2 separate regions of the Triticum aestivum genome follow, and region 2 is linked to region 1. The links are chromatin contacts, called in public Hi-C maps. All regions are on one chromosome and are shown on one strand. The core of a region is the stretch at or near the end of the contact, and the rest is flanking DNA. Distances in the headings are between cores, read along the strand shown.

Evidence for each region. A called contact is a pair of places that touch in the nucleus more often than the background predicts.
Region 2: a contact with region 1 is called in a Hi-C map of leaf, with 3 times the contacts expected there. The contact joins two enhancer-like sites. A contact is called at or near these places in 2 of 5 Hi-C or Micro-C datasets (both in leaf).

The regions. Positions count from the first base shown.
Region 1 is chr3B:792,818,452-792,821,734 of IWGSC CS RefSeq v2.1, forward strand. No RefSeq gene overlaps it. Among protein-coding and RNA genes, the nearest start is that of LOC123072470, 140 kb to the left of the region's middle. Within about 2 kb of position 1,825, at least 2 of the 8 cell types and tissues checked have an H3K27ac peak or open chromatin away from gene starts, as enhancers often do. A contact at or near this core is called in leaf, where this site is marked.
Region 2 is chr3B:792,979,012-792,982,294 of IWGSC CS RefSeq v2.1, forward strand. No RefSeq gene overlaps it. Among protein-coding and RNA genes, the nearest start is that of LOC123072472, 230 kb to the right of the region's middle. Within about 2 kb of position 1,615, at least 3 of the 8 cell types and tissues checked have an H3K27ac peak or open chromatin away from gene starts, as enhancers often do. A contact at or near this core is called in leaf, where this site is marked.

The sequences.
Region 1 (3,283 bases), core at 575-3,074:
ACATGTCTAATTTGTTGTCAATGAGAAAATTAAAATTTAAAACATGGGCCAGCCCGCCCCAAAAGCCTGGGACTAGTCCGAGTTCATGCTTACCCAAGCCCGACTAAAAATGATTATATTAATATTTTTTAAATACGGAACATATTTTCTTTTTCCCTCCTGCCAAACCCAGGCTTGGTATTTCAAGGTAGTGTGACCTAGAAACCTGCCCAAGTTTACAGACTAATTCGAACGTATAGCTTAATACTCACTCCGTTCCATAATGCATTGTATATCTACTTTTAAAAACATGTTTATGTTTGACCAAGTATATAAAAAAAACTATCACATATAAGATACTAAATAAATAAAATATGAAAATACACTTCATGATGAATCTAATGATACTAATTTTTCATTTTGGATGTTGACATTTTTCTATAACCGATCTCAATCAAACATAAACTTGTTGGACTTACCTAAAACCCAATATACACTACACTATGGAATGGAGGGAGTCTGGGAGTGAAATGAAAATTTGTCGAGCATATAAGGTATTGTCTCTTTGTTAGATGGGGACATTCGAGCTATGTCAATGTGGGCTTGGTGTTGTCTTTCGTAGAAAACCATCAAAGGAGATCTTTAGTTTTTATAGAAATCCAACCTAAGCAATGTGGGCTTGGTCTCTGCTTCGTCAAAAGCGATAAAATTCATAAGATGGGACATCTCTTTTGCAGGGAATGAAATGGGAAATTAAAGAAGATGTTGGGACAATGTGGAGTCGGGGCTGATGAGAGGAATCACTCATGAGTCAGTCTTGGAAAATTAGGCTTGTAGAGTTCATAATTTTGCATCTTTTCCATCAATCCCCATCGATACAACTTTATCTTTGTAGTACTACCTAGGAGAAAGCCAGTTGGACCTAAATGCTTAGGTTGCACTACGGAGGAAGCGGAAGGCCAGTGCATGGATGGGTCAATAGGGCCATCATTCTACTACCAAATTATCACGGGAAAGGGAGAAGACGTGATGCTGCTGGTGTGACATGTTGGGCTTATCTTTGTGTTTCCCATTTGGGCCTTCCATTTGTATCATTGCCATCCAGTGAACGTGGCCAGTTGCTAAAAAAAAATATCCAGTGAACGTGCCCATGCAGACCGTTGAATCCTCGGGCGGCCGTTGAACCCGAGCGGCACAAAAACAACCGTCTCCACAGGATTCGTCAGCCATCACCTAGTAGTTGACAAAAAATCAGTGAATTTTCATCATGATAGAGCAAATGCATCTACCTATAAAAAACAGAGCGAACATATCCTGATGGCGTCTACTAGAGACTAATTATGAATAATAGAAGGCTGACAGCTGTGGTGCTGCAAATTTTGTATGCAAATTAAATTGAAGTCTATGAAGAGTCCAATCATCGTTAAAGCTATTGGATTTTGGCTTGATGTATGTCACGATCGTGCTGGCGATTCTCCAGCTGCTGCTGGCTGGGCTAAGGCTGGTTGTAATGGGAGTATCATAGCTAGTATTATGCATGCCAACTAGGCAACTTTGATGAGGTGGCATAGAATTAAATGAAGTAAGAGAGGGTTGAGTATCATATCATGATACCGTATCATAATAAATGCTATACTAGTATGTGTCATGCATGACAATAAATAAAGTCATCTATAATACTATCATATGATACTATGCATTAGAGAGGTAGTATCATACACTAGTATCATATGCATGATACTAACTTATGATACTATCCATTATAACCAGCCTAAGCTAAGCTTGATAGCTCCTTGGCGCTTCTAGAGACAGGAAGACTCAATTGGCGCAGGAGGCATACAAGTCGGTGTCCTGGAAAAGGACACAACCAACTTGTCACACCTATCCATACGGATCTTGATCGATTTGATCAGTCCGGATCCCGGCATCAACAAGGCGCAATTGTAGCCATCAAATTCACGCTTTCTTACATACTCCTGATGGCAACACCCCAACTAACAAAAATATCTGTATGTGCAACTAACATAGCTGTTTAATTTATTTATTTATAAAGGCTTCCAAACTTTGGTCTCTCTTTTGTCTCCCCCACATCGCACATTATAGTTGTATACTATTGTCGGAAAATACATATGAGCAAGGCGCCACCCACCCCTTATATTCAAAACTAATTTAGTAATTCAAAAATAATTCAAAAAACCCTGGAACTTCTTATGGAATCAAACATGACCATGTATCGCACTTGTATAAAAACATTAAACAGGGAATGACTTTCATTGTATCCGGGGTCAAAGATTTGCCCCAAAAGCTAGATAAAAGTATTATTCATGCTATATTGTCGACATAAATTTATTTATTTTTGCCTTGAAGTCAACGGGAATCATTCTTTGGCCAAATTTTTTATACACGTACAATACCTGGTCATATTTGATTCCAAAAAAGTTCCGGGATTTTTGACCTTTTTTGAATTACTAAATTATTTTTGAACATAGGGGGGTGGAGCATCCGAGTGCTCCTAATCCGCTCCCTACAATTGTCAAACTACTTAATTATCCCAAGTTCTCATCAAGATGAGATTTAAGTAAATTTTACCATAGGTGACATCCGCATATGGCTTTTTTGCTGTTTTTTGATTTTTTTTTCATCATTTTATTTTTAGTTTCTCCTTCTCCATTGTATTTTTTAAAAATTGACATAGTTGTGCACGGCTGTTGGGCATGTGTACCCACGGACATGCAGTTGCACACAGTGGACGACGTGCAACTATAGTTGCACCCTAGTGCGCGTGCGTGTAACTGTAGTTGCGCGCGGTCGATGGACATGCAGTTACGCACAGTCAGCAATCATGTAACTACATTTACACGTCAGTGCGTGGGCGTGCAACTGCAGTTGCACATTGATGTGTGGGCATGCTACTACAATTGTGCATGGTCGACTGGCATGCAACTGTAGTTTCGTGCAGCCGTTTATGATTAGAATTCTATTTGCGCGCGACATGGAGAAAGTTAAAAAAAAGAAATAAAACATAAATCAGACAAAACAGAGGGAAAAAGTAAAACTATAAAATCGCATGAATCTTTATGTAAAATCAAATGGTGCATTAGGTGGGTAATATGTAGTTGATTCTCATATTACAAATGCACAATTCTTATGCTGACATTTTTTTCTCAAAATTCATCTTTAGACTTCGGGGCTTTGGACTCACCAAAACACATACCAATGGTTTTCATTTTCAAGAGTGAAGTTCGGAATTCAAGATTCCCGTGAATGTCCAAGCTCATTTTAGATTTTGGTGCCACAATGATGG
Region 2 (3,283 bases), core at 365-2,864, 160 kb after region 1:
TCGCATCGCATCGATGGCAGGGGGGGCCGCCGGCCGGAGAGGAAAAGGAAGACGACCGGCACCGACTGACCGGCCGGGTCCCGCGCGTCCTCAGATTCTGTGCCCGGCCGGGCGTTAAATACGACCCCGTCCTGCCCGCCGTGCCATGGTGATCCATCCATCGGTGGTGTGGTGCGGGGCGCCTGCCCCCACCTTCCACTGCTTCCAACGTCCGCGCTCCAGTACCTCTGCCTCTCCCCGCTCCCCGCGCGCGCGGCCTCCGTCGACCCGTTCGATCGGTCGGTGTGCTGTAATGGGGGTATGGGGCGGGTCGTCAATCCAACAACCACCACTGCCAGTCCAGTCAGTCCCCGTCCGTCCGTCCGTCCCTCGTCAGCGATGCGTTTGCAGTACACAAGCCCATACGCGCATGTCTGTCTGTCTCACCCCGCCCATGTTCACGTATGGATCGATGATCATCCATGGATGGATTGACGGATGGTGTCAAACGTACGTACGTCCATGGCGTGCGCTCGTGTGTGTGCGTGCGCCGGTCAGCCTAGCCACTAGCCAGCGGTCAAACGGTATGCGCATGGGCAGCGCCGGCCCCGGGCTCGGGCGCGGTGGCCTGGGCGCGCGCTGGCGTTTTGGAGCTCGGGCGCACTGGCATGGCTCGGGCAAAGTCCAAAGTAGTAGTAGACAGACGCCGGGGCTTGGCCGGGTCGCCGGCCCCGCCACGGGATCGACGGACGGGGCTTTAAATTAGGGTCGGGTCGGGTCGGGCAGCGGTAGCAGGCAGGCAGGTCGGCTCCCCGGCGGGCATGGGCATGCGTGGCGGGGCCGGGCCCTCCACGTTTCCCGCACGGCGCCACTCCCCATAACTCCAACTTACTGACCACCGATGTGATGGCTGCTGCTGCTGCGCGACGACGAGGACGACAAAATCGCAGAGAAACGCATGCATACGCTACGCAGCACAGACACAGGCAGCATGCCTGATCAGTGGCGGGCGCACAGACTTTTCCACGGCGCGCGCGTTGGCGCCGGACCACCGGCCGCCGGCTGGCTGGCTGGCTCGATCGCCCGCGCCAGAGGAACAGAACGCAGAGACCGACGTACAGTTGCAGGGCCATGGTTGATGAGTGCCGGAGAAGTGCGTGCCGGATGCAGGCAGGCAGGCAGGCACGCCTGGCCGGCTCAGTTTCCTGCGCCAGTGAACCCAGGGGAGGGAGGGCCAGCGAGAACTTTACTCCTCCGATGAAAAAGACGGAGCCAACGAGGTTTGGTTTTGCTTTGCGGCTGCAGTGAACCCAGTGGCGGTCCAGGGACGTACGTACCACTGCTCTTTCCACCGTACGGTGCGCCCCAGTCTTACACGTCCACTTACGTTTCTCACTGTTGTTTAACAGTGGTACTAATCTGAATTTTAATCCCCGTAACAAATTTCCCGCCACGCTGCTCGTGCAACCCGTGCAAAGGCGCACGTGTTCTGGTGGGGTGCCGCTAGATTCACATGTTTTTTTGTGTCGGAGGGCTTGACAAAATTAGCAGGCTTTTAATCATGTACAGTACGTACCTGACGATCGACCGGTGAGCCGAGGCGGCGTCCCTTTCAGGGAAGCCCGGCGTCGCTGTCGCTGAATGGCTACCGCCAGCCAAGAGGCGTCGCGTCCATGATCGATCATTGAGTCCGGCGAAGCCGCGTACGCGTTCCGTGTTCGGACGTGTCGACGGCCGGAAATGGGGGAGGTTGTCACATGCATACGGCCCGGAGCCGCATGGTTGGATCATGGATGGATATATATCCCTCACACGTTGCTTTCACCAGCTCTCGATCCAAGTGGCTCGTCTCCGTCGACCACTCGAGATGCGCCGGTGCCCGGGTGTAATTCAAATCGGTGCATGCATGCATGCATGCATGCATGAGCATGACAAAAATGAACAATGTGGTGTCGTATTCCGTGCCACACATACACGATCCAGAGGATAATTGAAGCATGCATGCCATCCACTATGCACTGTGCCACGCATGCATGCATGGCCCTGCGTGTGCAGGCAGCTAGCTGGTTCGATTCAAGACATGCATGCTTGCTCGACCGCTCGGTCAATAAGTCGATCGAGCTCCCTTGCAAATCTCGGTAATTACGGAAATAAAAAAATGAATACGATGATGTATTAGTATATTTACATTGCATATCGAGAATTAATGGAAATTTTTGTTCCAAAAAAAAGGAAAATGGGCATGCTTTTGGACTTTGGAGCTTCCATCCTGCATGATGCATGCAAAAATGCTACATATTTCGTAGGTACAGCAAAGCTCATGATGCATGTGATCTTGCAATCCACATCCCCGTGATAAGTATGATCCGTCTGCATCGATCGGTCCTTTTCAACCAGCACAAACCAGGGCACACTTTCAATCTGACAGCGAGGGTCCGAGACCGACCATACATGTATGTATCAGCTAAACACAAGTAGGCAGCCAAACAAAGTCATGGGGGCCGCCGGTCAAATATTTAAGCGCTTGTCCTTCACTATCATACTTAATTCTCCAGCGTTGTGAGCACATGTTTTGATCAATTCAAATCAAATATACAAGCTGTTGCACTTCAGGAAGCTATTAGGTTAGGGAATTTCTAACCGATTTCTTATAACCGTTTGAGGAGTAAGCTAGCCGATTCCTTATCCGCCGTAAGGGAGTAAAATTATTACTCCGGCCTCAACTTTCTCACGAAATTTACTCCACCGCTCAGCAGTTGAGTAGAAGCCGAGCCTCTCTCTCGCGTCGCCCCACACCCCTGCATATTCGCCGGCGTGCCTCCCGGCGACCGACCGCCCGCCCTGCCGTTACCTCGTCGTCCCCCCGCTCCCCGCCGCCCTGCCGATGTCGAGCCCCTTCGGCTGCCGTCGCCATCGCAGGAATCAAGGTGAAAAGCCGCTGCCGTTGCCATTGATGATTCGTCGGATTGCTTCATTGCTTCTTCTTTTTCTGTCGGCCGCCGCATCTCACCGTGCTGCACACCGCTGCAGGTCATTCGCTCTCGTCATAGCCAACCTGTTTGGTCTGAATGACACTGGCCGGCCGGTGCACCACCACCGCACTCAGTGTTCGACGAATTGCCTAGATGAGTTTTTTTTCGTTTCTTTGCAAACCGAGCCGTTTGGATTGACTCTAGCCTTTTGAATTGTAGATGAAGAGGTTGAGGGAGATGGCCTTCGAGGACTCGACGTGATCCGAAGAGGAAGAAGACGATGATAGCTTTGACACAATTTTAGGCATGATTTTCAATGATGATGTCGGAAG